7 separate regions of the Mus musculus genome follow, and regions 1, 2, 3, 4, 6 and 7 are each linked to region 5. The links are chromatin contacts, called in public ChIA-PET, HiChIP or PLAC-seq, Micro-C and promoter capture Hi-C maps. All regions are on one chromosome and are shown on one strand. Each heading gives the region's core, a stretch centred on a gene start, on an enhancer-like site or on the middle of the called end of the contact. The rest is flanking DNA. Distances are from core to core; before and after follow the strand shown.

Region 1 (3,724 bases), core at 637-3,136, 660 kb before region 5:
TAGATGTGTAGTAATCTAAAGGCATCCAGGGGAGGCCCAGGAAGGGGACAGCTCAGTCGTTTGTGCACTGATTCAAGACTGGGCTGCATTTCATGCTTCGTGTTTTTACTTGGTGTCTTGAAATATTCCCCTTTCTGTCTCTGCTCTCCCTCTTAGATACTGCGCTGTCTTATTTATTTATGAAGTCTGAAGGTTAGTCCTACCTGCTGAGACTAATTAGCCCTCTGCTTTGTGTCCCATGCAAGCCGTCCGATGAAATGTACACATTTGTTTTGCTTTTTTTTTTTTTTCCAGGCTCTTTCTCTCTCCCTCCACTTCTGGTTTTCTGATGAATATGAAAGTTGGGAGGTGGGACTGTGATTCTCACCCGCCTCGCCCACCCCATCCTTATTTTGTCTGCATCTTTCCCTTTAGTGTGCAAATGTGCTTGGGATTTTTTTTTTTCCCAGTGCAGGGGAATTCGTTAGCCTTGTGAATCTCAGGATCGTTGTTTTCCGTTGTCTTCTTTCTGAGGCCTTAGCCTGTAGAACAGTTTTGTTGAAACCCCAAATTCTCTAAATATTACACAGTAAATTGGTTACTTTTGGAAATCTACAACAGATGAGCTTATTAAAGGGGAGGGTGGGTTAATTTAATACGTGGTGGACCTCAGGATAACATCACACCTAATGGCAGTTGCCAGTCCCCACTGACTCATTCTTTCTGATTTCTTTTTTCTTTGCTTCCTCTTGCCCGTTGGACGTCCCAGTCCACTTCTCATTGGTTATCTGCAAGGGAAAGGCTCTTCTGAGTCTACCAGACAGAAACACGGTTTGGGGATCCACCTTTCTCCTTTAACATAATTTTCTCCACCACCTCATAGCAAATCGGTTTGCCCTCACTGGAGCCTAATAACCAACAAACACCCATCTCAACTCCCAGGCTGCCCACCTCTTCCCAAGGGCTTCTGGGCCAGCTTTGGTGACTTTCTCCTGTCAGGGCCCTCAGCATCTAGAGCCTTAGGGCATTTCATCTCAGTCCCCTTTGGAGAAAAACTCCAGCTCTACTCATCCCCAGGGCTTGGTGAACTTTCACTTTTATTTTTCCCTGCAGCTGTTAACGCCCAAACATTTCACCTCCAAAGGACTTGGATCCTACATCACTTCCTACTTCCAACGTCAGTTAAAAAAATAAAAAAAAAACCTTTACATTTTCCTTAAGGATATTTTTAATACCCCAGACAATTTGTTTTCTTGGATAAAACGCCTTCTTGGCATATTTAACCTAGTGGGACTTTACATTGAATGACATGATTCACTGTCATTAAACAAGCCAAGGGAGGGGAGCCTTACCCTCCCTGTAGATGGCCCAGCCTCTCTGCTTCCCCTGGTTCTCTCAGAGCAAGAGAGGTAAGCCTTCTTTTGGACCAGTCGTGTCTTTTCCCGCCCCAGTGCGGCCGACTTCATCGGGGACTTAACCACTGAGCACCCCGTCCTTGTGTCCCATAGTCCTCCCCTCCTGGACCCCATCTTCAGGACTTCTTGGCTAACACTTTTTCTGGGCCTCTCCCCATCCCCGCCCCCCAAGTGGGCTTTCCTTCCGCCTTCCCCGGCTCAGATTCCGGACTGGGTTGCCACCCCCTTCCCCTCCTCTCCCGGTCCGCATTGTCTTTCGGAACCCGCCCCCTCCAGGAGCGAGGCCCGCACCGTCCGGGCGCCCGGCTCGCACGCTGAGCACAGGCCGCACCCCGCGCGCCTCCCGCGGCCCCGGCCCGCCCCGCTCCCTCTCCCGGCGCCCAAAGGATCATTGTTGGCCGCCCCCGCCCCGCCCACCCCGGCTGTTTATTTATGCACACGTCACCGGGGAGGCCCCGCCCCCTGGCATCTCATTAAGGCGAGTGTGTTCCTCTCGCCCTGTCAATAATCTCCGCTCCCAGACTACTCCGTTCCTCCGGATTTCGATCCCCCTTTTTCTATCTGTCAATCAGCGCCGCCTTTGAACTGAAAAGCTCAGTCTAACTTCAACTCACTCAAATCCGAGCGGCACGAGATCCTTCGGTGTCTTCGGCTTCCCCCCCCTTTGCTCTTATATCTGACTTCTTCTTGTTGTTGTTGTTGTTTTTTTTACCCCCTTTTTTATTTATTATTATTTTTTTTTTTTGCACATTGATCGGATCCTTGGGAACGAGAGAAAAAAAGAAACCCAAACTCACGCGTGCAGAAGATCTCCCCCCTTCCCCTCCCCTCCTCCCTCTTTTCCCCTCCCCAGGAGAGAAAGACCCCAAAGCAGGAAAAAAAAAAGTTAACCTTGGACTCGTCTTTTTCTTGCAGTATTTTTTTGGGGGGGACTCGCAAAACTTTTTTTTTTTTTTTTTTTTTTTTTTTGCTTTTTTTCCTCCTTCATTTTTCTTCCAAAATTGCTGCTGCTGGTGGGTGAAAAATGCCGCAGCTGAACGGCGGTGGAGGAGATGACCTAGGCGCTAACGACGAGCTGATCTCCTTCAAAGACGAAGGCGAGCAGGAGGAGAAGAACTCGGAAAACTCCTCGGCGGAAAGGGATTTAGCCGATGTCAAGTCCTCGCTGGTCAATGAATCAGAGACGAATCAAAACAGCTCCTCCGATTCCGAGGTAGGAAGAGCCCCTCGGGCTGGCGGGTGGCTCCAGCCGGTTCCAGGGCCGGGAGAGCGGGGCTGGAAGGCGAGCGAGGCGAGGCGGGTCGGGCTTGCGGGCGGCGCGGACGGTGGCCCGGGCTGCTGGCTGCGAAAACTTGTAACCGTGTTTTTCTGCACCCCTTTCTCCGCCGACCCTCCCTTCCCGCACCCCCTCGGCGCGGCTATCGCCCCTCGCCCTCCCCACCTCGCCCCTCCGGGAAGGCGGAAAGACGGCCTCCGCCTCGCTCCGAAAGTTTCCGAGATAAATCCCGGGAAAGTTTGGAAGAAGGTGAGTGCGCCCCGCGCGCCCCCAAAACCGCGCGGTTGCGTTCCCCCTCCCCGGGGTCGGCCTGGCGGGTGCCCTCGCCCCACTCCCCACCCACCCTACCCGAGTTCCCGCGCCGGCCGGGCCCCGGGGACGCGCGCGGGCCCTCGGGGGGACACTTGCTAAAAAGTTTCTCCCGCTCTCTCCCGCGCCGCGCGGCCGCCGCCGTCCCCTCCGCCGCCCCGCCATGTTAGCGGCCAAGAGGCAAGATGGAGGGCTCTTTAAGGGGCCACCGTATCCCGGCTACCCCTTCATCATGATCCCCGACCTGACGAGCCCCTACCTCCCCAACGGATCGCTCTCGCCCACCGCCCGAACCGTAAGTGCCACCGCGCTCCCCGCCCTGCCCGCCTGCCGGCCCCGCATGCCCTGCCCCTCCCCCGCCCCGCCCCTCCCCCCTCCCCTCCCCCCCTCGCGGCCCGAACTCTCCAAACTTTTTCTCTGCCTTTTGTGGACTGGGTTTGTTTGCGCTTCGCCATGTTCTGGCTTTTCTTGTGCTTGCCTCACGATTCGGGGAGCCTTTTTTTTTTTTTCCTCAGGCAGGGCTCTGTTGGGGTGCCAATCTGAACTTTTAATTTTTCTTTCTCTTTTCTTTTTTCATTTTTTTTTTTTTTGAGCTCTGATTTCCCCCTCCCCCCTCTTGCTGGTGGTGTTTGTTTCTTGTCCCTGGGAAGAGGACTGTGTGGCTCTTTCTTCTCCCTCTCTTCCTTCCCTCTTCTGTGCGTCTTGGGCTTTCCCCAGGTTAACCCCTTAGCTGCTGGCTGGGAGG
Region 2 (3,646 bases), core at 525-3,024, 850 kb before region 5:
CAATTATCCACATAAGATGCCATTATAGACACACACATGTACTCGGCACTCTGATTTAAATTTAATTGATCCTTGAGTCTTATAGTTTAATGACTGTGTGCCTCTATTGAGTTTTTAATAGCTTTTATTGAGATATGATTTGCATACCACATACCCACCCATTTAGATGTATAGTTCCCTGGCTCTTAGCATATTTGCTTAGTCAGACAACCACCACCACCAAAGTCAATTCTGAAATATTTTCATCACCCTTAAAAGAAAATATTCCTTGTCCCTCCCATCTCCTGACAATGGCCCATCTTCCTCTGTCTCTATAGGTTTGACTGTTTTGGTCATTTCACATGCACAGAGTCAAACATCATGGGCCGTTTTGTGTCTCCCTTCTTTCACTTAGCATAATGAATTCAAGGGCCATCCATGGTGAGGCGTGTGTTAATACCAAGTGTCTTTTGGTTGGCCAGTAGCCTTCTCCTATACTGTGCATGTGCGTATATACATACTTTACCAGTATACTCACAAGCTTTATTCATCTGCTTATCTGCCAAGATGTGAACTTCTGGGTTGTCTCCGCCTGTTGCCTATAATGAATAATGTTGTTGAAAAGCTTTTCTTGTGAATGTATGTTTGCATTTCCCCTTTCTGTGTACCTAAGAATAGAATCCTAAGTGATAACGGTACCTCCTCTGCTTGACTTTTGAGGAAATGCCAGCTGTGTGCTGAGGGGAGTGTTGTGGTTCACGGCCCAGCAGCTGTGTGTTGGGCTCTGACTTCCTGACTTCCTTCCCACCACTTGTTATTGTCTGTCTTTCTGTTAGGGTTGCTTGGCACAGATGGGGAAGCCTCGTGGTTTGCTCTGGCATTCTCCAATGGCTAAATGATGGCAAGCATCTTCTCTTGTGTTTGCTGCCATTTGTATTTCTCCTTTGGAGATGTATCCGTTTCTCTGAGTTTTTACAAATTCTGTTCCCTGACCTCAGGAATGTAGTTACAGAACCAAGTTGGACACAGATGCACCCCTCACAGGGAGGGACTTTCAAATGAGTACACAGACTAAAGATGTTATTTTTACAGTAGAAGCTTTTGGGAATTACAGAATAACCAAATTGTTCCCAGGAATCAATTTACTTCTAAAACTTTATTTTGCCAATTTTGTTAGTAAAACGGTTACTAGTGGTCTGGAATCACACACGGTTGAAGATTGGCTTATCTGGCCAAACACAAGGACATATACCTGTAATGCCAGCAGCTGGGCCACAGAGACAGGAAGGTTACGCACTGAGAGGCAGGCAGCCTGGGCAGCACAATGAGGCTGAGACCAGAGAGCCTACGTACAGAAAGACAGGAAAGCCTAAGAGGAGGTGTACGTGGGTCCCATGCAGAACTGACGCTGACTGGAACGCTGTCTCCATGTAGGTGAAGCCCACTGTTTTAGAAGACAATGTAGACTTTTCAAAGAGATTTTCACTAATTTTTTAAAAACCACACTGGTTAAAATACCCTTCAGTCAAATGAACAAAATATCCTGCTGGGAGCTTGACGCGTGTTGTTTTGTTTTAATAGATACCATGTAAAATATCCTGCTTCTCTCCTCGTGTGTATGGGAACCTGGGGTAAGCAAATCTGACCAAGGCCGCCTACGTAGTGAACAGAAGACTCTAGACCAGGCCTTGTTCTGGGACTGCTACTCTTTATCTTTCCTGGTCACAAGTCAGCAGGTGGTATCTGCACACCGTTCGGTCTTGCAACAGTGCTGGAATTCACTGGCTTGCTGAAGCAAGAGGCAGATAGAGGGCGCTGTGGAGCTCTCGTGAACAGTGTTCACTTCTAGCTTAGCAGCTGAATGAGCCTAGCTTCCGCAGACAAGGCTAACACAGGATTGAACTGGCCAAAAAGCTGCTCAAACAGAAATATTGTACCTTAAAGTACTACTAAAGCATCAACTTGTTTGAACAGTGCTTGGCCGTTGTAAAGCACTTGACTTACACTTTTAATTCGCTGTTCACAAGTATGTTTTGTACTGTGCTTGGCCGTCGTAAAGCACTTGACTTACACTTTTAATTCACTGTTCACAAGAACACCAGTTTTCCGTTGTCTTTGTGTTTATGCAGTTTTTATAACCATGATGAAAGTCAGGCCTAAGGGACTTTAGTTGTCATGCCGGAAAGTCTGGGCCAGGGCTTCAGCTCAAATCTACGTCGCTTGGCTCCTGTACCGTCCTGTGTGTACAGTGGTGTTCCCTGTCCCACTTTAATAGAGTACCGAGGGGCACTCGTCGAGAAGAAGGGAGGCTTCTGCTGCTCAGCCAAATCACTGAGCTGTGAACAGTAGAGGTTAGAGGGAGGCTGCTTCGTGGCCAACATAACAGACACTGGATCTGCCCAGCAATGAAATGTGTTGTCCTGTGAAGGAATGAGGTCCCTCGTGGTTGGACAGCTCACTGAGAGGATGCTCGTGGAGGGCTTCATGTGTGAGTGTGTGTGTGTGTGTCAGTGTGAGGATATATGTGAGAGCATATGTGTGTGAGAGAGTGTTTGTGTATGTATATATGTAAGAGCGTGTATACATGTGTGAGCGTATATGAGCATGTGTATTTGTGTTTGTGAGTGAGTATATATGTGTGTCAGTATGTGTATGAATGTAAGAGCGTGTATGTGTGAGCATGTATAAACATGTGTATTTGTGTGTAAGTAAGCATGTATGAGCATGTATGTCTGTAACTGAGCATGTGTGAGCGTGTGTGTATGTGTGTGTGAGTGTGAGCATGTATAAACATGTGTATTTGTGTGTAAGTAAGCATGTATGAGCATGTATGTCTGTAACTGAGCATGTATGAGCGTGTGTGTGAGAGTGTGAGCATGTATAAACATGTGTAGTTGTGTGTAAGTAAGCATGTATGAGCATGTATGTTCGTAACTGAGCATGTGTGAGCAGATGAGAGTGTGTGTGTGTGTGTGTGTGTTTGTGTGTGTGTGTGTGTTAGGTAGCATGTCAGATCCCTTTTAATTATGACATCGGGCATCTGTCCCTGCTGAGAACATGGGGTAGCTGCTTCTTTATCCTTGTTGAGGAAAGGCTTGGTCTTTATCCTGCACAGTTAACAGTGTGGGGCTTTCTGCTTGAAAGTGTAGCAAGGGTATCGGCCTTCATTGCTGGTCTCCGTGGAGATCCAAAAGCAGTTTCCATCTATGTTAACACATGTTTTTGTACAAGGGTCTCATGTTCACATAAGTTTGATGGGAATCCTACAAGGTGCCATGTCTTTTTACAGAAATGCCAGGTTTTCTTTTATTCTTATGGAGTCTTTCTGAAACATGTGTCAGGTTAGCCCAGTAGCCCTCAGCTCTGGCTATTGGCAAAAATCATCAGAGGCTTCAAAAACTATAGATGCTAATAAATATTCACTCAGTGTTCTAAGAGCATACACTGGGAAAAGGACTGTCTCTTTAGCAAATGTTTCTGAGGAAAATTGGGTATCCACATGCAGAAGAATAAAACTAGACCATGTCTTTCATCATCAACTGAGAAGGAGTAATATACAAAGCCATGAAACATTAGAAGAAAATAGAGGAGAACCGCTCAGTGTTGTTGGGCTATGCAAAGATTTACCATCTACGACCCCAAATCACGGAAAGCAAAAGCAAACATA
Region 3 (3,952 bases), core at 966-3,465, 680 kb after region 5:
GTTAGAAGATAAAAGCAGCCTAGGGAGGGGTCGGGGAGGGAGATCAGGGGAAGCAATGGAAGCCTGGGCCTAGGACAGCCGCTTTAAGCCACACAGCGCCAACCTGCAGAGCTGGGGACCGTCCTGTGCGACGAATCAGACTTTTGGGGTAAAAGAAATCGGATGAAGAGCGCGGGATGTTTGGTGGCTGCCATGAAACATGAGAGAAAGGAAGAATGAATTTTAAAATAGCCTCATTCAGAAATACTATGAAGAATACATAAAAGGACTGAAGGAAAATGGTAACTAGCATTAAGTAAATAGCAACTGACGGACATGTGTGCAGCTTCAGGGGTCAATCTGGGGCCCTATGAAGTGAATATCAACTGGTCTCCAAATCACAGCATATTTATCTACTATATTCTTATCTATATCCTGACCCCCTCACTGAGTCCTTTGCAATTATTTTGACACTGTTGTGCTTATGGCACAAGGACAAGATGCCCCAGGAGGGACCCAAAGACCATCATTACAAACGCCCTGTGAGTGAGTTCTTAAATATCAAGAACATGGCTCACTCTGGCATTGCTCAGAGTCTTCAAACATTTTCATTTTGCTATGGAAACTGCTCTAATTTGACATGTGATTAAAAGGCCAGGAAATCTTGGCTCAAGAAGTGTGCGTAGACACACCCTTCAGGCACTCCAGATTAATTCCTCTGTTGAAAATGTACCCCACTCTAAGCCTCACCAGCATCAGCCTATACCCCAACTCTGGGCCGGAGCCACTTCCCTCAGGTGAGGCCAGCCCCTTCCTATGGATGATGGTGACTTCGAGCCAGCCTGCCTCCCAGGGAGGGCATCACGGAGAGAAAAGCACTGCAATTTTCTGCAAAGCTTACGGAAGGGACAAAACAAAGGAAGACCATTCCTCTTGGCCAGAGCCAGTGAAATCTTTTATTCATTTTTTTCCATAAGCTTCCCTAGAGAGTTCCGTGGAGATGTGTTCAAGGGTTTGCTTTGTTTTCTGATCATTTTAGGGAGAGGCTCTGCAAACTGCAGCTATCCTTACAGAGAAAATATGCCTGGCCCATTCCGTCTGGCCTCATTAACATTCCTCTCCATTCCGCACAAAGACTTCATCAGGGATGAAGTTTTTTGAAAAAGGGGGGGTGGGGGATGCGGGATTCTTTCGAAAACAAAAGCCACCCTGTAGAGGTGGGATGGATGGATGCCTGGCTCCTTGGGTGGTTTTTGGGCAGGAGCCCCAGTGCAGTTTTATATCCCTGGAACAAAGTGTCCACAGGCACCAGTGCCAACGCTCTGGGAAGGTAGCCTGTTGCTTGAATACCCGTGCTTCCTCCAAATTCCAAGCTCAGTCTACCTGGTGGATGAATGGACTTAGGGGGCCATTAGTTATTAGCTGTGTGTGCGTGTGTGTGTGCGTGTGTGTGTGTGTGTGTGTGTGTGTATACTGAAGCTGCATGTCAGAAGCAGGGAAAACCGTTCCGATATCGGCAGGCACATCCCTCTGCTTTCCCCTGGCCCTCAATTATTCCGAGATTTTCTCTTTCCTCTACGTAAAGCCTGCCGCTAATAACAAAATACAAAGTAAAGGCTCCCGTGCATGCATGTATGCCAGTGATGAGAGTCAAAAGGAGATAAGAAAACAGGGCCTACAAGTCCAGAGGGGGCAGCGAAGGGACCTGAAAAATCCACTAACTGTTCCTTTGATGGGCGCCGCCTAAGGGTAGGCCCAGGGGGTTCATGAGTCTTGAGTCCAGCTCAAAAATAAATCTAAACCATTCTTTCCTTGGGACAGCAAGAAGATTAAAGTCAGACTCCATTTTCCTTCCCCTGGGACTCTTAACAGAGGGGCTGGGATCAAGCCTGATTATCACTGTGAGGAAAAGTCAGCCCTGCGTGAAAATCTGGACCAAGGCCAGGCTCTAGGTTAGAGTCTGGGCTTTACAACTCCGGAAGTGGAACTCTGCCCTCTAGGACGGCTCTGAGGACTGACCAATCATAGAGCTGATGGCAGCATTATCCTTGCCATAAGCATAAGGTTTTATGCCTGAGTGACTTGTATCCTTTGGAGCTAGAGGCTGCTCTTTTGAATTTGGATTTCAGAAATGAGCAAAACACACCAGAGCTAAGCAATAGTTACAGAGTCTGGGGCAAAACAGTGCATGGTGGTTTAAGCCAAGAGGGTTACCATGGCTACTTGATGAATCATTTTCCCCTAGCTGTACGACTTTTGGGTACTTTCCTAAGTCACTGACTGCCAAGATAAGGCCAACAGAGTCCAACACAAGCTTAAGAACAACAATAGAACATATTTATGGTGGGAGGGAACCCTCTTAGTTGGCCATTTGGACTTTGGCCTCAGGTTTTCTATAAAGGAAAAAAAAAAAAAAAAAAAAAAAAAAAAAAAGAGCCCATGAGAAGCACTTCCCCAAAGCCCAGGAACTAGTGAGCACACAGTGGTGACCTCCAGAGCATCCCATTCTGACCCCTTCCTTACCCGCAGCTTCTCCTCTGTCTTAGTGGACTGCTTACAGTCGGGATGCCACACGGTAGAACCTGGAAAGACAGAATGAACTGTGGGAATAGAGGAAATGGAAAGAAGGCACAGTCCTGTTAAGCAGACTTTCCACAGACCCCTCCCTCCCCAGCACAGGGTCCCACATGTGACCTCTGACCGTGAAGTCAACTCTACCCTTTGAGTGAGTTCTGAACTTGCTGTACACAGGGCACAATGGAGGGCCACAGAATGGAGTCTGAGAGCAGCCTCACACAAGAGATGTTTCCCTTTTAATAGGGTTACATTGTCTTTCTTTTTAAAACATAAATCATTGTTCTTTAAAAAGTAACACCTGAGACCTGAGTCCTTACTACTGGTTCTACTTGATCTTAGAATTAAAGCCATGTTTACATAAGTAACCATCAAAACACCCAAGCCACTTAATGAAGAGAAGTAGAGTCAAACTCAATGGCCCAGGTCCAGGTGTAAAACCTACTGAAGCTTTCATTTTTTTTTTTTTTTTAGGATTATTTATTTTATTTTATATATGTGAGTACACTGTCGCTGTCTTCAGACACACCAGAAGAGGGCATCCGATTCTTTTGCAGATGATTGTAAGCCACTATGTGGTTGCTAGGAATCGAACTTGGGACCTCTGGAAGAGCAAATAGTGCTCTTAACCACTGAGGCGCCTCTCACCCCTCATTCTTCTATTTCTATAGTTGCCCACACTTAGAGGAGAAATCAGATCAACTGGCAACGTTGTTAAACTTAGTTTATAAATCTTTCAACTTTTTAATTAAGTAACAGGAACAAAATCCTTTGGCTTCAATGAGTCAAGTAATGACCGAGGTGGATTTTCTGTTCCTGCTTCTAAGATCTCCCTTTCTCAGACTTCGAAGAACCTTCATGGGTGACACAGGTATCAAAGAATTAAAAAGCTGGAAGTCTCTCTTATGCTCTTACTCTCCTACTCTCACCCTCTCTGTCCCTTCTTCTCTTCCCTATTCCCCTCTCCCCTCTCTCTCTACATGTTCCTGGCTGGCCTCTCCTCTCCCCTCTCTACTCTGTCCACTCCCCTTCCCCCTCCCCCAACCTGTCCCCTGTCCCCTCTCCCTCTCTCTGCCTTTCTCTATCTCTACTCCATCCTCAATTCCCCTCCCCATGCCCTAAATAAACTCTGTTCCATTTTTTAAAAAAGCTTAAAGTCCTTATCTTGAAACTTCAGCCCCTGTGCTATGATTGTGTAAGACTGGATGCATACATAACAGGTATCATATACATGTACGACCACAGGAAAGGATGATATGTCAATTCTGTGTCCACACATGTATTTCTTCAGACATGGAGGGTCTGAAGAACACAGATCACTTGGAAAGACTCAAACTAGTGAAATTACTGGCTCGTTAGTGACTGGCACCTCAGAGTCTCAGAAGCCACACCAGTCTTT
Region 4 (3,757 bases), core at 316-2,815, 850 kb after region 5:
AAGCAAATTGAATTTTATAAGAAGAATGGCTCTGCTATGGAAGACAAAAGCTAAATTTATTAAAAGGTCACATCCAATAAGGAAGAAGACCCTTCTAGACCTCGTCTAGAAAGATGGGAGAAAAAAAATGAACCTGTGTTCTAATGATGTCCTGCCCTAAGCCCTGGCGACTAGCCGCAGCTGGAGCTCAGCTGTGAGGCCTGAAGAGATGGGTTTAGAGGGTTAAAAGGACCATGCAGTTTACCCCACACCTCAACAGGGAGCTGAAACCAGAAGAGTCTGTGGCACCACCTGTCTCTCCACTACTGGACCTGTGTCTGTCCACCACGGTTCTGAGGCTGGACCATACGTTTTATGGACTTTACTAAGATGTCAGCTCCTATTGTATATTCTCTACGTATCTCGGCTTCACAAACCGTAAATTGAATTGTGTCAGTTTTATTCTGAAATTACATTTGCTGAGGGCTTATAGAAAGATATTTGCCCTCCCTCTCTCCTTCCCTATCTCCTTCCCTTCCTCTGTTCAGTTGAGGACAGAACGCAGAGCCTTGTTCATGCTCCCCTCATGTTCCGTTCTGCCTGCCCACCGCACTCCAGCCCATGCTCCGAAGCAGGAACCATCATTGCCTCCACTATAGAGCCGAGGCAAGAAGCTAAAGAATAGCCCAATGTCACACCAAACAAGGGTTTAGATATCAGATAGTTACCCAAGTGGTGGTGACACACGCCTTTAATCCCAGCAGTTGGGAGGCAGAAGTTCTGAGCGAATTTCTGAGTTCGAGACCAGTCTGGTCTACAAAGTGAGTTCCAGGACAGCCAGGGCTACACAGAGAAACCCTGTCTCGAAACACCTCCCTCCCCCACCAAAAAAAAAAAAAAAAAAAAAAAAAAAAAAAGTCAGAGAGTTTGCTTTACGAACTGAAGATCATTGCCAATGTCCTTTTAACAGAGGAAGAAAGTAAACCTACAAGAAAAAGTTAAAATTTCCAAGGTCACTGCTGAGGCAGATAAGTAGGGACTGGAACTTGGGTCTGTAGGGCTTGAATACTGCCATAGTGAGATGTGAGAATCGATGTCACACCCACATCTTGAGCTTCTCTATAGCCACACCCACATCTCAAGCTTCTTTATAGCCACGCCCACATCTCAAACTTTTCTATAAAGTTCTGCTGACGGAACAAGTGCAGACAACCAATCACTGTCCGTGCCCACGAATGCAACTGCATGAATTTTGTGTACAGAGACTACCCACAGAGTGCGCTTGGCAGTGGTCACATGACGTGCTTGACCCACGCCCCGCCCCTATTTTTCTCTAGCACTGGGTTTTCCACGACTTGGAAAACCTGGCTCCTCCCCTTTGCAACAGTATCTTTTTGCCGTGGTAGAGAGAAATAAAAGCGTTCTGTTTTTCTTGTAAAAAGAAATAGACATTTCTCTTTAGTGTCATCTGTCATAAAAAAATAAAAAATGAAGAAGCACTGCAGTCCCAGAGCATGGGAAGGTTATAAGGAAAAGAATACATTACTGCCCCATGGTGAGATCTCACTTGTTGAGTAAATCAGCATGACTCGCTTACAGTGTGTGTGTTTTATAACTTGTACATAAGTTTCATTTTCATTTGCCTCATGAGTTACACATGACGACAGCAATGGCAAAATTCTCCGGTTGAGGCTCCTCCCTGGGGAATGCAGGGGTGCTCCTGGCGTTGTGCCCAGCGCGCTGATTGGCGCGTTACAGTTGCTCTGCTACTGACAGGTAGGGAACCTTCTCTGTGGAAGTTGTGCTCAGAGTGAATAAGAAGAAAAGGTGTTCTGTGTTATAATAAAATAGAATGTTTTCCCCGAGCCAGAAACTCCAGCGCAACTCACCAGGATATGTTTGGGGACCTGAAGTTTAATATTCTGCATTTCCCTGTCTGACAACTCACTGACTAGTGAGTCTCAACATCCAGTCTCTAGAGAGAGACTTTTACTTAGGGTCTCACGCACACTAATTACCAAATGTTTCCACTCTGCTCCTTCCAATGATCTTCCACATCCCCCCAAAAGCAAAAAGACTTTAAAAAAAGTTAACCCCCCCAAAAAAACCACAAACCAAACAACAACAAAAGCCTGTTATTAATTTTAAGCCTTTCAAAAAAGCCCAAACTGAAGTAGCCTTGTGGAGGTTTTCAGGGAACCTAATAACCTTGACCCACAAGAACAAAATTATATTTAGTACTATTTGCAAACCATGGTCACATGATACCCTGCTTTATGCCCTCGAGCACAAAGCTAGGCTGGAGGGAGCCAGAGGGAGGCTTTCTACTGCTAAAGCCGAGGGCTTGATGGATAAGCTCCTGAGACGCCATCCTGAACACTGCAGGTCTAGGCTTCCCCCAGCATCTGCCTGAGAAATGTCAGCTCTCCTGCGTTATCTTTTGGGTCTCCAGACAAGTCTTCATTTGAAGAAAGGGCTCGTAAACACACAACAAATCACGTCCACCTCGTCCAATCCATCTATTTTACAAAAAAAGGAAAATGATCGCCAATGAGAATGGAGCCAGGTTCCGCAGCGCTGGATCAAATCACGGTTTCCCAAGCCCCAGGCTCTGAGCACCATCTACCAAAGTCTGAGCTTTTCCCAAATTACCAGGTGCAAAACCTCTAGCTGGCGCATCTTCTATCCCATCATGCACTGCAGCAACACCTACCAAAGTACAACCTTTTTTTTCAAATTACCAGGTAAAAGCCTCTGGCAGACATGCCTTCCATCCTACCCATCATGCACTGCAGCTCGGGGTATGCATGACAGAGACGGTTGTTACTATTATTAGCATCATAATTTTTTTTAAGTACTAGACAAAGAGGCTAGAGATAGAGTTAGCTAGAGCCATGATGACTCCGCACAAGAAATGTTCTACAGTTTAATGAAAATCACAACAGCAAATCATATTCGGTTGATAAAAGTTGAATTTACACTTAGGAAGCAGGTGAAAGGCTGTGGGTCCGCCCAAGGATCTGTCTGCTTTCTGTAACTGGTACTTTTATAGGCCTCTTTCTTAAAGTTTTGTTATGTAGTCAACCACAGCTGAATGGCCCGTGTGAGGTCCAGCCCCAAGTACCACGCAGAGATTGTCCCCAGTTACTTACTTTCTCAGAGATTGTCCCCAGTTACTTACTTTCTCCTGTTGGTCTGCTAGACTGTCTTTGGGCATACCTAGGGCGGCTGTTTAATTGTTGATTGATGTGAGAGGTCCAGCCCACTGTGGGTGGTACCATCCCTAGACAACTGGTTCTGAATCGTTTGCACCAGCCCACTGGTCATCCATCAGCATCCTCCAGGGTTTCCGTTGTACTTGGCTGTGAGTTCCTTCTCTATACAAAAGTTACTCTGTGTAAAGGCATTGAGTTCCTGCCCTGACTTCCCTCAGTGAGGCTATGATCTGGAATTGTATGCTGAAATAAACCCTTCCCTATGAGCAGTTTCTGATACACAGTGATGTCCACAGCAACACCAGTCAGCATCCTTTTGTGCTTGGTATGTTTTTTATTTTCTTTCTATCTATCTATCTATCTATCTATCTATCTATCTATCTATCTATCTATCTATCTATCTATCTATGTTGGTCTGCATAGCCTAGGGTCCCTGGAACTTGCTCTGTAGACCAGGCTGGACTCACTTGCCTCCCAGGTGCCAGGATTAAAGGTATCTGGTGCCATGATTCTTTTAAAATATCGTTTAAGTTCTACACAGAGAGGAGAGGGGCAGAAAAATA
Region 5 (4,056 bases), core at 163-2,662:
TGTGGTGCCGCCCTGCCTCTCCATCTGCGTGAGGGATGGATTCCTGTGTGCGGATGCGCCACGCATGCCACAGCACAGGCAAACCTTCTTGTGGATAGAACATCACTGTCCAGGCAACAGGACCCTGGTGCTGTCAGGTGGGCAGCTTCTCACATTCCTCACCACCAAATAAGTAGAGATTGGTTGTTAAATGTTCCACGTTTTAGGACTACCCTGGAAAAAGTCATGGTTTACACAAAGATAAATTATAGTGGAGATAGGATTTCTTCATTTTTCAAAGGACTGTCAGTTTTAAAAAGCAAATCACCATAGCGTGAGCCATGGCTTACCCCAACATTTGCCTCCACAGTTCAGGGACACTAGCATTATTAAATAAGAAGGAGGGCAGGCATATTAAGAATTGAAAGTGCCCATACTGGCTGAGATTCTAGAGTTAGTGCTAAAACTCTGGGGTTCAAGAAAAACCATGCTAGCAAATAAAATAGCCTTGATGGCTCCGGAGACCTGTAGGTCTGAGAATCGAGTATCTCTGGCGTTTTCACAAAGTTCTCTCACATAGCTTGCTTCAGTGTGAGTGAATGAGCTGTTCTGAGAACTCTAGGTGGAGGGGAGGAATTGGAAGCGTCTACAGATGGAAGCCCAGATCTGTCTGTCTGTCTGTCTGTGTCGAAGATGACATGAACAGGAACCCATGTTAGCTCACTGTCTGCTTCCTCAAACCTAGTGCCTGACACGGGAGGTAGCACACATGGATGATGATTTTGGCGCAATATCCGTGCAAGCTGGGTTTGGGAGGTATAAACGTGTTTAAGACAAAGTTCGCCCCCCTCCCCAACAACGTCTGGGAAGACATCAGACTAAAGCGACTGGTGGTGCACAGTATCTGGTCGAGAAGCAGCTTGTGTTAGGAAAAAGGTAAAAAACAAAAACAGAACGAGACAGGTGCCCCATCGCGGAGAGCAAGTCAGAATTTTGGGTCCATCTGCTGGGTAGACAGTTTTGTAGAATGCGTTCTCAGTGGAACTTTTGACGTTTACAGTTTTAGAGTCTCTTAGTACTCCTCTCTGGTGAGCGCGGGGAAATTTGCATATGTGGCATAGAGGAGGGGACAGGGATAGCCCCAATTTGCAGGGCCGCTCTCCTCCCGTGCCGGTGACGCTTGCCAACTTCGCAGAGGTCTGGACCAAGCGCGCAGTCATATTTTCAGAGAACTTAACAGATTTGCAGCAGGTAGCCCGGGGTCACGGTCACTTTTCTGGCTGGCAGTTTTGCAGAGCCCGCCAGTTCTGTAGGGAGCGCTCTATCTGCCCAGTTCCTGCAGCCGCAGGGGTCGCCCAAACGTCGCAGAGGGGGGGACGCAGCACGTGGGCGGCGAGGGCTTCCCGCGCGAGCTTCCCGCGCGAGCTTCTCCCGCGGCGGGCTCCGTAGCGCGCGTTCCCGCTCGCCCCCAGCTTTCCCGGGCTGCAGGCACAGCCCCGTCCGGCCCGCCCGCTCCTCCCCCTCCGCCTCTGGGACTTTTGCTTTCAGTTTTCCCAAAGCTGCCCTCGACCCTTGCGGAGGACGGACGCTGCCGTGGGCTCCTGGCCGCCGCCGTGGGAACGGTAACTTGGGCCGCCATCGCGGCTTTCCCTCCCCTCTTCCGCGAGCTCCTTCCTCCCGCGCGTCCCCGCCCAGAGTCCCCCTCCCTCCCGCAGGCTCGCAGAACTTGCTTGCAGGGCGCTGTGGCGCGGAAGGCTCTCCAACATGCCTGGCCATCGCCCGCTTTGCTCGGCACGGCGGTCCCTTGGTCTTCTGGACCAGGGTCTCACGACATCCGGTGCCATTCCGGATGTAACAGGGAAGAAAGAGCGGGTGTAGGGCAGTAGATGTGGTTGTTTGAACCCGCAAGGACTACCTTGTCAGACCGGGAACTTAGGCGCTGCCGGGTCCATTTAATGGGAATCTTGGGCGGTTCTGGTGGCTTGTGCTCAGGGAAAGAGGGAGTTAGGTGCATAGGTCTTTAACCTAGGCGAAGTGTGCTTGAAACACTCTTTCTTGTCTGGGGACCCTTGCATCGGGACTCTTAGACTCTTACAGTGACTTAAGACTGGTGAAAAACTGGCAAGCGACACTTGTCAGTATGAGCTCCAGGCGACACCTCACCTTTACTCCTTGGCCTTTCGGGTTTATGGGGAAGTAAGTTTATTAGTAGGCACAGGCGGTGTTTGTAAGCAGTTCACAGGCCTTTCTCTTGAGCTGAGATAACTGATAAGGCCCTGGTTTTCTGTTGACAAGCTGTTTCTTCCTTCAGATTTTGGCCAGCGTAACCTTACACCCCTGTCCATATTGTTAAAGCCTAGCATTACAATCTGCCACTCTGCAACCTCCTATAGGACATGGGCAAAGTCTCTAGTTCCCTCATGGTGTGAACCTCAGGTGACACTGATGGGTTGGGTGGCAGCCTCGGGACTTTTTCACTTAAGGAAGTATGCATTTGGGCAGGAGGTGAGCCTGTTCAATGTTGCTGTGTTTGGGAAGCAGGCAGCCTGTTTCCTCAGGAAGACCCACCTCAATCAACTTGCTTAGCCTGCTTTCTCTTGCTGGGATAAACACCATGACCATAGAGAGGAAAGGCTTTATTTCATTTGACGACTTCAGGTCACAGTCTGTCATTGAGGGAAGTCGAGGCAGGAGCCTGGAGGCAGGAAATCTGATTACTCACTCAGCTACCATTAGTACACAGCCTGTGGATGGTACCACTACAGTGGGCTGGGCCCTCCCCTCCCACACCAGCCATTGGTCAAGGCACTTCCCTATAGACATAGCCACAGGCCATTGTGATCTGGGCAATTCCTCAAGTGAGATTTCCTGTTCCCTGGTGATATTAGGCTGTGTCAACTTGACCAAAAAAAAAAAAAAAAAAAAAAAAAAAAAACCCAAAAAACAAAAACAACAACAAAACAAAACTAGGCACCACACCCCATAGCATGGGTCTGGGGAAGCTCTCAGGGCAGGTGGCATCCCAGTGGCCAAAGTGATTGCAAGTAGGAGCAGCCACATTGTAAGACAGGAATTTGGGGTAGCCAGGGAGTGGCTGGACGTATTATTTTCTAAGCAACCTCTTGGGAACTAACACACGCAGAGCCCCAGCAGCTTCCTACTGGATTCCCATCCCCTCGTGTAGGGGGCTAGCCTTCCAACACAAGAAGCCTGGGGGGGGGACCAATTACAGCCAAACCATAACAGCAGGCATCACACATCTTACATCATTTAAAGAGGACATTCCATGTCTCTTTACTGTGGGCAAGCACTGTCTCCGTAATGACTGCTCTTTGCAGCCCCTGAAAAGGACTGGTACAGAAAAGTCATGCAAGGAAGGCCCCTCGGGCAGCACCGTTGATGAGCCCAGATGAGATGGCTTTCTCGGAGGGTTCTGGCTTGGCTTCGATGACGTCACTGAGGTTAAGCACCCCACTTGGTCACCTGAGATCTTTGAATGTTTCCAAGACTCGAGTGGATCAGCCACGGGGGGGGGGGGGGTGAGGAAGCTCCTGGGTGCTTAGCCTTCCTGATTGACGAGTCAAGTCCGCTGTTGCTGATGTAGGCTGTTAGCAGGAAGGCTTAAGACTTAGACTCCTGCCTGTAAGATAGATGTGTTTTAGCTCCAGATTTCAGGCATCTCATTCTCTGGTCTGCTTGCTCTGCTGTGGTGATGGAGGTGGGGCATCCTGGGGGTGAGAGTATATGGTGGGGCAAAGTTGTTGACCTCAGGGCAGCCAGGAAGACGCTTTGGGCTTCCAGCAGATGGTGGTGTGGGCATTGTGGAGAAGTCTCCCACTGACACCAGTTAGGGCTGACCATTTGTACACGGTGTGAGGCCATTCACAGGAGTGGAGTCAGTGTTCGTAAGGAACACAGACCCTCCCTCCTCTAGCACTCAATAGCCCCCCAGCCAGGAATGGGTTCCTTATGTCTTCAGGCCTGTGTCAGCTTTCTGTTAGCATAATAAGTTCCTGAGGTGATCAATTTAGAAAGAGTATCCTGTTCTAGTTCACATTTTAGAGCCTCCAGCCCATG
Region 6 (3,831 bases), core at 3-2,502, 880 kb after region 5:
GCTGTGGTGTCTAAGCAGATAATGTTTTGTCTTTACCCAGGGGCATGAAAAGCCAGGAACGAGATGCCTGCTGCCACAGGCTGGTCTGGGGAGGACAACTCCGCACCCTGTCACACTTGTCTGCTTTTTCCCTTTGGCAAAATTCCACTCGAGCTCTCAGACCCAGCTAGGGCTGCACTAATGCCCGCCCTGTTCCTCCAACCATAGCTTGATGCACATATCTCCTCACTGTAGCACTGAACACATGGTACTGAAATGACTGTTTTCCAGTCTGCCTCACTGATAGGCCAGGAACTGGTCCCTGAGCTAGTGAGCCTCGGGTGCCCAGCCCTGGGCATGCGCAGAGCAGCACAGCAGCCTCGTGACGACTTACTTGTTTCTTCCTGGCCAAGAGTCTCATGAGGAAGAGAAATTGACAGTAGAAAATGCTGAAATGTGCCAGAGACACAGAGGCTCAAAATTGCTGCATCAAAATGAGCAAGGGGCAGAATATAGCTCTGGGTACGAGGATGGATGGGCAAATCCCTATTTTAAAAAAAAAAAACTCGCAGGCTATTTGTAACCCTGGAAATCTGTAACTTTGCAGAAATCTGGGGTCTAGGGAAAGGGAATATAGGGCAGGTACCTTTAACACGCTGGCTGGGAGGAGCAAGCATGGGAGGAGTTACGCTGGGAGGGGCAAGCGTAGGCAGAGTTACACAGGGGCCACGCCCAGCCAGTATGAAAGGAAAGATCCCAATCTGGGGTGAGCAGACATTTATTCACATTCCCTGGGATGGTGTCACACAACATGCCATGTTCTGACTCTTCAGTAACTGGGAAAATGCCAAATACACTGAGAGTAAGATATTGCCCCACCCTCAAGCCCGATGAGGCTGCTGTTGGGGATTTTGTGGAGTACTGAGGACGTGTTTACACTGCGGGTAAGATTAACCCATGCAAGTACTTCTGAGGGCAAACTGTGAATAGTTACTGAAAGGGAAGACCTTCAACCCAAAGCCCCAGTAGTTCCTGTTGGTCCATTCACTTTGCATGTTGGTCCAGGGTTGCCCTTTCAGGACTGGGTAGTGGGGGACAAGACACAGGTAAGACTGTTCAGTGAATCACAGAGATTTAAAAAAAATGGAGTGATAGTGCCTCTAAATATCCATCAACACCAGGAACAGTCGAAACTAACACAAGTCAGCAGGAAAAAAGAGAACCTGGGCTCAGCAGCATTCTTAGAATCCCAGCAACTCGGGAGGCTGAAGCCAGAGGATCTCTGGCACCTGGGAGTTTGGAGCCAGCCTAGAAGGCAGAAATGAGAAGGCCCACTTCTTAAGAAAGGAGGGAGGAGTAGAGAGGAATGGACTATAGAAACAGGTAGGAACAGGGTTCTATCTCCAAGTCAGGGGAGGAAGCAGAGGAGGGGGAAGAGGAAAGCTATGTGCTCTCATAGGAGAAAAACCACTCTGACCATCGACTTACAGGGTTTGCTGATCAGCACACAAATGGAGACGTTCTGAAAACAAGGCAGCAGTAATACCAAAGGCCAAGACAGTAATTACTTCTGGAGACAAGAGACTGTGGGTTTGTGGGAGGGTCCTGTTAAGTCATTCAACCATATTCACTTTTAAAGTGACAAGCAAGTGTGGCAAAGGTGTAGAATCCTATGCAGCGAGGTGCCCACCCCACCTTTCCTACTGTCTTCTGGGTATTCCGAGCACTTTAAGGTGTTCGTGAGGTTGCTCTTCCCCAGCTGGGTCGAGGAGGAGTCAGTGTCTACGCAGTCATTCAGCTTGCCTCCTCTGCTGCGCACACAGGCACCCTTCCAGCTTCTAAACGGAACGGTAACATGGTTCCTGCTCAGCACCTCTCAGGTTGGGCTGCCGTTCCTCTGTACTCTGCTTACAGTATCTTGTCTGCGAGGAAACTGAGGCTTAGAGAAAATCTGCACTGAGTTATCTCAATGAGCGAATTGCTGCGTTTTATAAAAATGAAAGAGCCAGGAATATATTTGGTAGAGGGCGGTATGGGGAGAGAAGGGGGAGGAGGATGGGGAGAGAAAGGACAGAGAGGGTAAAAGTAGGAGAGAGTAAGAGATTAAGAGAGTGAGGAAGGGGGCAAGCAGCCCCTTTTATAGTGAGTCAGGCAGTACCTGGCTGTTGCCAGGTAACGGTGGGGCGGAGCCTAGAAGGAATGCTAACAGAAATGGCAGGGCAAACGCGTGACTCCAGGCTGATTCCAAAAGTACCTGCTTTCTGTCCTTAAGCCCCAAGTACACCAGATTTCCAGCTGGCCCAGACTGCCACCTTAGCTCCAGAGCTGACACCATCAAACTCTGGGACATCCGAGGAAACACAGACCCTTAGAAAATACTAAAGGCTTCTGTTCCACATGACTGGAGCTAAATAAAAATACGCCCTGAGAATCAAATGTTGACAGCTGATTCCTAAATTGAAAGTAACCACTGAGTGAGTGAGTGTTTAAGACCTGGACTGTGAATCCTGTTAACTGCCTTCAGGACACGGGGTGTAGGAAACCGCGGAACTCAGCTAAGGAATGGCGGTAACCCCAGGGTGTTTCTTAAACCCGAGTCCAAGAAAATGAGGCTGTGACTCTGTTATGGGGACCAGGGAGGAGGCAGCATTTTGACATAACCTTCTTCTGACTACTTTGCCCTCTGGTCAGCTGTTCACCCCATTAGGTTAATTATTAGTGAAGCTACGAGCCAGCTGAAGAGTCACAGTTTCCTGGCTCTTCCAGCTACTTCTCTGGAATATACGCGCTTTGAGAACAGAAGTAGCTTGTCACTAAACCCTCACCTCATCCGAGCGAAACAACCTATCTCGGTAGTTTTCCATCCTTTGTCAAAAAAAAAAAAATTGCTCTACTGTTTATATAGCAAGGGATGTTTCTTTTCTAAATTAACGTGTACTCAAGGAATGTGTTCCTTGAAGGGAGCTGGGGACTATAAACAGTTGCCTCCTATACTGAGCACCAGTTCCACCTCCAGATGAGCTGCTAAGCTGTGATCAGTCACTGCAGTGTCCCGAGGCCTAAGCACATCCCAGATGGGTTATGTAACTGAGCCATAAATTAAACAAACGCAGGCTAAACTTATATAAATGCACAGGGCATGTATGAGTCTCTGCAGTTACACACTAGCCTGATTCCTAAATAAACCTCACATGGTCACACTCAGTTCATCCTCCCCTCCCTCTCTCTGACTGAACGCAGTACCCAGCCCACCCTTCAATCCTGTTAGTATTTCAAGAATCTTTGGTAGAATTTACTGTGTGCATAAAGTTGTGAGACCTTAATTACTATATAATCCCCAAACATGGCTATTGCCCCTAAAAGACAGTTTATATTGATTAGCAATAAATATCTATATTTCACTCCATGGTCTCCCTCTTGTAGATTCTGGTATTTTTTCCTAGACATAGAATTGTAAAGCATGTGACATTAGTTTCCAGTTTCTTTCACCAAACAAACTCTACCCCTATTACAGTGTGCATTGAGACTCCGCTATTTTTAGTGATAAGTATTATATATATGTATATATATAATACATTATATTATCTATATATCTCAATATATTATTTATGTATCTACTCATCACATTCTAAGTTATTTCAAGCATTTTTGCTATTATGAATAATGCTTCAATAAATATTTATACACAAATTGTGTGTTTGCGTGCACAGATAACACACGTGTGCAGATATGCATGTGTAGAGGCCATTGCTAATGTTCCTGCCTGCTGGATACTTTATTAGTTCATTTTTAGACAGCCTCATACTGCTCTGAAACTCACCAAGGTTGTGGGTAAGTCTGGCTGCACAGTGA
Region 7 (3,567 bases), core at 152-2,651, 730 kb after region 5:
ATTATATACAGTGGCTTCAGCTCTGCTCCAATATTTACAATCTTTCCACATTAGGCAGTCGCTGCGGTTTCTAGAATCGGATGAACAAAAGCTACTTCCACAGCAAGTCTTTGCAGCTGGAAACACTAATATATTTGGAAATGGTATTCAGAGATGTAATTAAGGCAAGGGTCTTGAAGAGACGATTTGAGTGATGGGCATGGCCTTATATAGAATGATAAGTGCCCTTTTAGGAGAAGGGTGGAAAGGTAGCTGGCAGAGGAGGTGGTTCACCTGGAGTGATGCATGCCGGGAAGCTGGAGATCACCAAGAAAAAATTCCCCCAGTGTTTGAGAGAACAATGGCCCTGATGATACACTGTTATAAATGTCTAGACTCTAAAAATGAGAGAATAAACTGTTTTAAGCCATCACTGTTGCAACCCATGCAGAAAATAAAACCACTGATATACTGATACAATGAATTTAAGACAAAAAGACAGGGTTTGGAGTATTGATGGCAAAGCTACACCGAGAATGGTTCCCCAAGCTTGGGGGAGGTGGGGCATGGAGACTGGTCCTGCTTTCTCCTGGTGACCAAGCCCAGCTGAGTCACTAGCAGTCACATGTCTTGTGCTAGCCCCTGCAGAACATTTTTCTGGGTCACACACCCATCTGAGGAGGACAGAGTCTGATGGGCGGACCTCTCATCTAAGCTGAAAGTGCAAACCACTCCCGGGCTGACTGATGTCGGAGGCTCTGTATGGAATGTCTCCAAGCCCTCAGCTCTTCAGACCTTCCCTGCCACCTGAGGTCAATGTGGGACCAGGTCCTTGAAGCCTCTGTGACTCCAGCCTGAGAGAGAAAACACAAGGGGCCAGCATGTCTCCAAAATGGCATGTTCTAGATTGCAACTATATTTTATAGATTCCTTCCTGTAGCTGTTGAAGTGAATGTAAACACGCATGCAAAAACAGACAGGCTTTTTCCCTCCCAATGTTTTTGGGGAACACATTTCCATGTGTTGACTAAAAAAATTAAAAAAAGGTTGATTTGAACACAGGACCTTAAAAACTTGGGTACCAAGTTCCACATCTTCCTGCCTCTTTTCCTTACTATACCCTCACACCCTTCTTGGTTTTTAAATTTTAGATTCAAGGCAAAATTCATGTAGTCTAAAGTGCAGCACCTTAGAACCAACAAGCTGGAGGCACCCAGCGAACTACCAAGGCCACATAACTACCTCTCCTATCTCATTGCTGGGAAGCCTTTGCATTTGTGTCATGGAAACTCTCCCAGAAACAGTCACTACTGTTTTCTCCCCAGCCCTTAGCAAACAGCAGCCTGCTTTCTGTTTCTAATCACTAGGCCTTTGGTGATGGGCTCCATGTCTGGGTGGTCTGACCACCACACTTCCTGCCTGCCATCTTTCACTTATGGTGCATCTGTGGTGTAGCAGGTTATCACTGCTTCCCGACATCTACTGGGGCATGACTGAGCCGCTTCCTCCTCCCTCTGCCGTCAGTGGTGGGTGGGGTGTGTGTGTGCACAGGTGTTTGAAGACTCCCATTTATTCTTTCCACAGAACACTGACTCCATCCTGTGATTCCACAGCTATAGAGCCTACGTCCTCCTCAGTTCTCTCCACAAAACTCAGACTTCTGAGTGTGACCCTGGAGGAGTCCTCCTCCACTTCTCCTGCTCGGTACCCCACAACGTGCTTCTTTCCTTGTGTGTCCTGTGTCCTCGCCACGTGGTCCTCTTTATCAGAGCGTTCTCCCTCAGACTGTTGGGTGACCGTACTTGACAAGAGTCTCATCCTCATCTCCTCAGGACAGTTAGTGGTGGTGACCCCTTGATGTTTGGTGGGAAGAACTTGTAGTGGGATTCGGGGAGATTACTCTTAACCTTTGTTGTGATATCCCCCCAGAGTGGCCAGAAACACCATAGGGACTCCCACGATAGACAGCCCATGTCTCTAAAACATACTCTACTGGCTGTATGGAATCAGCACCCGAGGGACCCACATGATGGCTTGGTAGATCAGCAGGCTGAAGCTGCCAGGTTCCCTGGCTCTGCACATTCTCTCTGCCCTACGGACAGGAAGGTGTGTGTGTGTGTGTGTGTGTGTGTGTGTGTGTGTGAACTGTGACTTTCCCCTCCAGCTTGATGAGCCCCCAAAGCTCTGTGAGAAACAGGGTTTTCTCTGAACTTTGATCCCAGAATTCCTCGCTGCAGCCTCTCTCATCAAAGAGGTGTTAGCTAGGCCCAGAGGCAGGTGCTGGCAGAGGCAGGTACAAAGCTCCGGCTGGAAGCAGTCACACCTGAATTTGACAGGCTTCCTTCAGCTCGGTCACAGGGTTCTCTGAGTCACAGCGGATGTGGCTTTCTAAGGGCAGAGAAGTCAAAACCTTCACCTCGCACCCTCCCTTCCTTTCTCAGACTCTGAGCTTCTGAGGTCTCCACAGATAGCACACATGTGCAAACACAGATGTACACACAGGGTCTGACATCATATTCTTACTCTTAAAAAAAAATGCCTGCTTAACTCCCAGGGAGGGAGGTCTGTTCTTTTCTCTATCATTCCAAGTTCCCCTTGGCCTTTGGAAGAAAGGTAAGTACAACACACGAGTCCTCTCAGACAGTCACCCATGGCTACTCTCCTTCCTCCTCAGGAGGAGACACACAGGATGAGGGCTCACAGGCAAACAGTGGTGGTCTGCACTTACCTCCAGGACTTTTCCTGTGATAAACTGGTGACAGGCTTCACACTTCACCCCAAAGAGCCCCTGGTAGTCTTTCTCACAGTATGGGGAGCCATCCCTGAAAGACAAAGCTACATTCAGGCCTTGGGAAGACACCAAAGCCACTTTGCTGAAGCCCTTCCCACAGAACAAGAGTAGAATCCATCTTTACACAGACCCAGCGACCTGACCATACAAAACCACAGGCCAGAGAGCAAGTGGTTGTTCTCCAAGCCAGACAGAGAAAAAAAACCCAACAAACCACCAAATGGTTACTGTGCCCACTTCCTTGGTTGTCACAGAATTAAGGAGCACGGGCCCCAATATTCTTCTCCTGGCAGCCCAGATGAGCCAGTCTGAGAGGCCCAGAGTATCTTACCTCCCTTCACACACCATCTTCTCAGAATCAAAGGCCCACCAGAGCCTCCCACCACCTCAAATGTCACCTCCTCAGCTCAGGTCCCTCTGGCTCTGAGGGTTTAGGACATGGCTCAGCTCAGCAGCCGCATTCGTCTCACAGTGTGGCAAAGCTGCCATTTCCTGAGTGTTACTACTCGGAACAATTGGAAAGCAAGTCTGAGGGTCCACTCTGCCTATTACTGGCAGACCTCAGTGCCACTTAAAAGCCAGACAAACACTCACGTTGTCCTTTAAGCTGCTCATCACAGTCACCTGTAGAGCTCTTTAGTCCCTCACAGGGGCGTTTCAGTTTGACCCCAGACCCACTTAGAAGCAAACCCTAGTTTTGGGGCAGTGGGAGCTGAGCTTCCTTTTCAATCATTTCATGGATCTGTGAAATTAAATTCATCCACTATGTTTCAGTGAGTGATTTAATACCATCTGGG

Evidence for each region. Promoter capture Hi-C pulls out the DNA fragments that hold promoters and counts their contacts. A called contact is a pair of places that touch in the nucleus more often than the background predicts. ChIA-PET counts read pairs in DNA pulled down with a chosen protein or histone mark. HiChIP or PLAC-seq counts read pairs in DNA pulled down with a chosen protein or histone mark.
Region 1: a contact with region 5 is called in a Micro-C map of embryonic stem cells, with 4 times the contacts expected there. The contact joins the promoter of Tcf7l2 here to the promoter of Casp7 in region 5. A contact is called at or near these places in 1 of 484 Hi-C or Micro-C datasets (embryonic stem cells) and 2 of 9 other capture datasets (adipose tissue and liver).
Region 2: a promoter capture Hi-C map of pre-B cells shows a contact between it and region 5, with 2.0 times the contacts expected there. The contact joins the enhancer-like site here to the promoter of Casp7 in region 5. A contact is called at or near these places in 5 of 39 promoter capture datasets (the 3T3-L1 cell line, hippocampal neurons, liver and 2 more).
Region 3: an HNF4G HiChIP or PLAC-seq map of pancreatic cancer cells shows a contact between it and region 5. The contact joins the enhancer-like site here to the promoter of Casp7 in region 5. A contact is called at or near these places in 3 of 39 promoter capture datasets (the 3T3-L1 cell line, the C10 cell line and liver) and 2 of 115 datasets of contacts at active chromatin or transcription factors (memory CD8 T cells and pancreatic cancer cells).
Region 4: a promoter capture Hi-C map of hematopoietic stem and progenitor cells shows a contact between it and region 5, with 3 times the contacts expected there. The contact joins the enhancer-like site here to the promoter of Casp7 in region 5. A contact is called at or near these places in 5 of 39 promoter capture datasets (embryonic stem cells, hematopoietic stem and progenitor cells, liver and 2 more).
Region 6: a promoter capture Hi-C map of pre-B cells shows a contact between it and region 5, with 4 times the contacts expected there. The contact joins the promoter of 4930449E18Rik here to the promoter of Casp7 in region 5. A contact is called at or near these places in 4 of 39 promoter capture datasets (embryonic stem cells, liver and pre-B cells).
Region 7: an RNA polymerase II ChIA-PET map of memory CD8 T cells shows a contact between it and region 5, with 28 read pairs. The contact joins the enhancer-like site here to the promoter of Casp7 in region 5. A contact is called at or near these places in 4 of 39 promoter capture datasets (the 3T3-L1 cell line, hippocampal neurons, liver and 1 more) and 2 of 115 datasets of contacts at active chromatin or transcription factors (memory CD8 T cells and pancreatic cancer cells).

What each region holds. Positions count from the first base shown.
Region 1 is chr19:55,739,924-55,743,647 of GRCm38.p6, forward strand. Tcf7l2 (transcription factor 7 like 2, T cell specific, HMG box) reads left to right here and starts at 1,887. Exons shown (of 15, transcript NM_001331146.1): 1 at 1,887-2,607; 2 at 2,853-2,919; 3 at 3,150-3,274. The coding sequence starts at 2,419. It overlaps Gm31734 (predicted gene, 31734), which reads right to left and starts at 3,280. Exons shown (of 3, transcript NR_168128.1): 1 at 3,239-3,280; 2 at 2,286-2,669; 3 at 1-767.
Region 2 is chr19:55,543,942-55,547,587 of GRCm38.p6, forward strand. The region is part of intron 7 of Vti1a (vesicle transport through interaction with t-SNAREs 1A); the gene reads left to right. Among named protein-coding and RNA genes, the nearest start is that of Gm41871, 160 kb to the right of the region's middle. Within about 2 kb of position 1,775, at least 87 of the 459 cell types and tissues checked have an H3K27ac peak or open chromatin away from gene starts, as enhancers often do. A contact at or near this core is called in pre-B cells, where this site is marked.
Region 3 is chr19:57,077,311-57,081,262 of GRCm38.p6, forward strand. Ablim1 (actin-binding LIM protein 1) reads right to left here. Exons shown (of 26, transcript NM_178688.4): 8 at 2,503-2,561; 9 at 104-187. Among named protein-coding and RNA genes, the nearest start is that of Afap1l2, 71 kb to the left of the region's middle. Within about 2 kb of position 2,216, at least 140 of the 459 cell types and tissues checked have an H3K27ac peak or open chromatin away from gene starts, as enhancers often do. A contact at or near this core is called in pancreatic cancer cells, where this site is marked.
Region 4 is chr19:57,242,171-57,245,927 of GRCm38.p6, forward strand. It overlaps a transcript of Ablim1 not described here. Among named protein-coding and RNA genes, the nearest start is that of Ablim1, 28 kb to the left of the region's middle. Within about 2 kb of position 1,566, at least 47 of the 459 cell types and tissues checked have an H3K27ac peak or open chromatin away from gene starts, as enhancers often do. A contact at or near this core is called in hematopoietic stem and progenitor cells, where this site is marked.
Region 5 is chr19:56,395,717-56,399,772 of GRCm38.p6, forward strand. It overlaps Casp7 (caspase 7), which reads left to right and starts at 1,413. Exons shown (of 7, transcript NM_007611.2): 1 at 1,413-1,601.
Region 6 is chr19:57,272,708-57,276,538 of GRCm38.p6, forward strand. It overlaps 4930449E18Rik (RIKEN cDNA 4930449E18 gene), which reads left to right and starts at 1,253. Exons shown (of 3, transcript NR_045319.1): 1 at 1,253-1,362; 2 at 3,690-3,810. It also overlaps a transcript of Ablim1 not described here.
Region 7 is chr19:57,130,155-57,133,721 of GRCm38.p6, forward strand. Ablim1 (actin-binding LIM protein 1) reads right to left here. Exons shown (of 26, transcript NM_178688.4): 6 at 2,708-2,801. Among named protein-coding and RNA genes, the nearest start is that of Ablim1, 84 kb to the right of the region's middle. Within about 2 kb of position 1,402, at least 70 of the 459 cell types and tissues checked have an H3K27ac peak or open chromatin away from gene starts, as enhancers often do. A contact at or near this core is called in memory CD8 T cells, pancreatic cancer cells and pre-B cells, where this site is marked.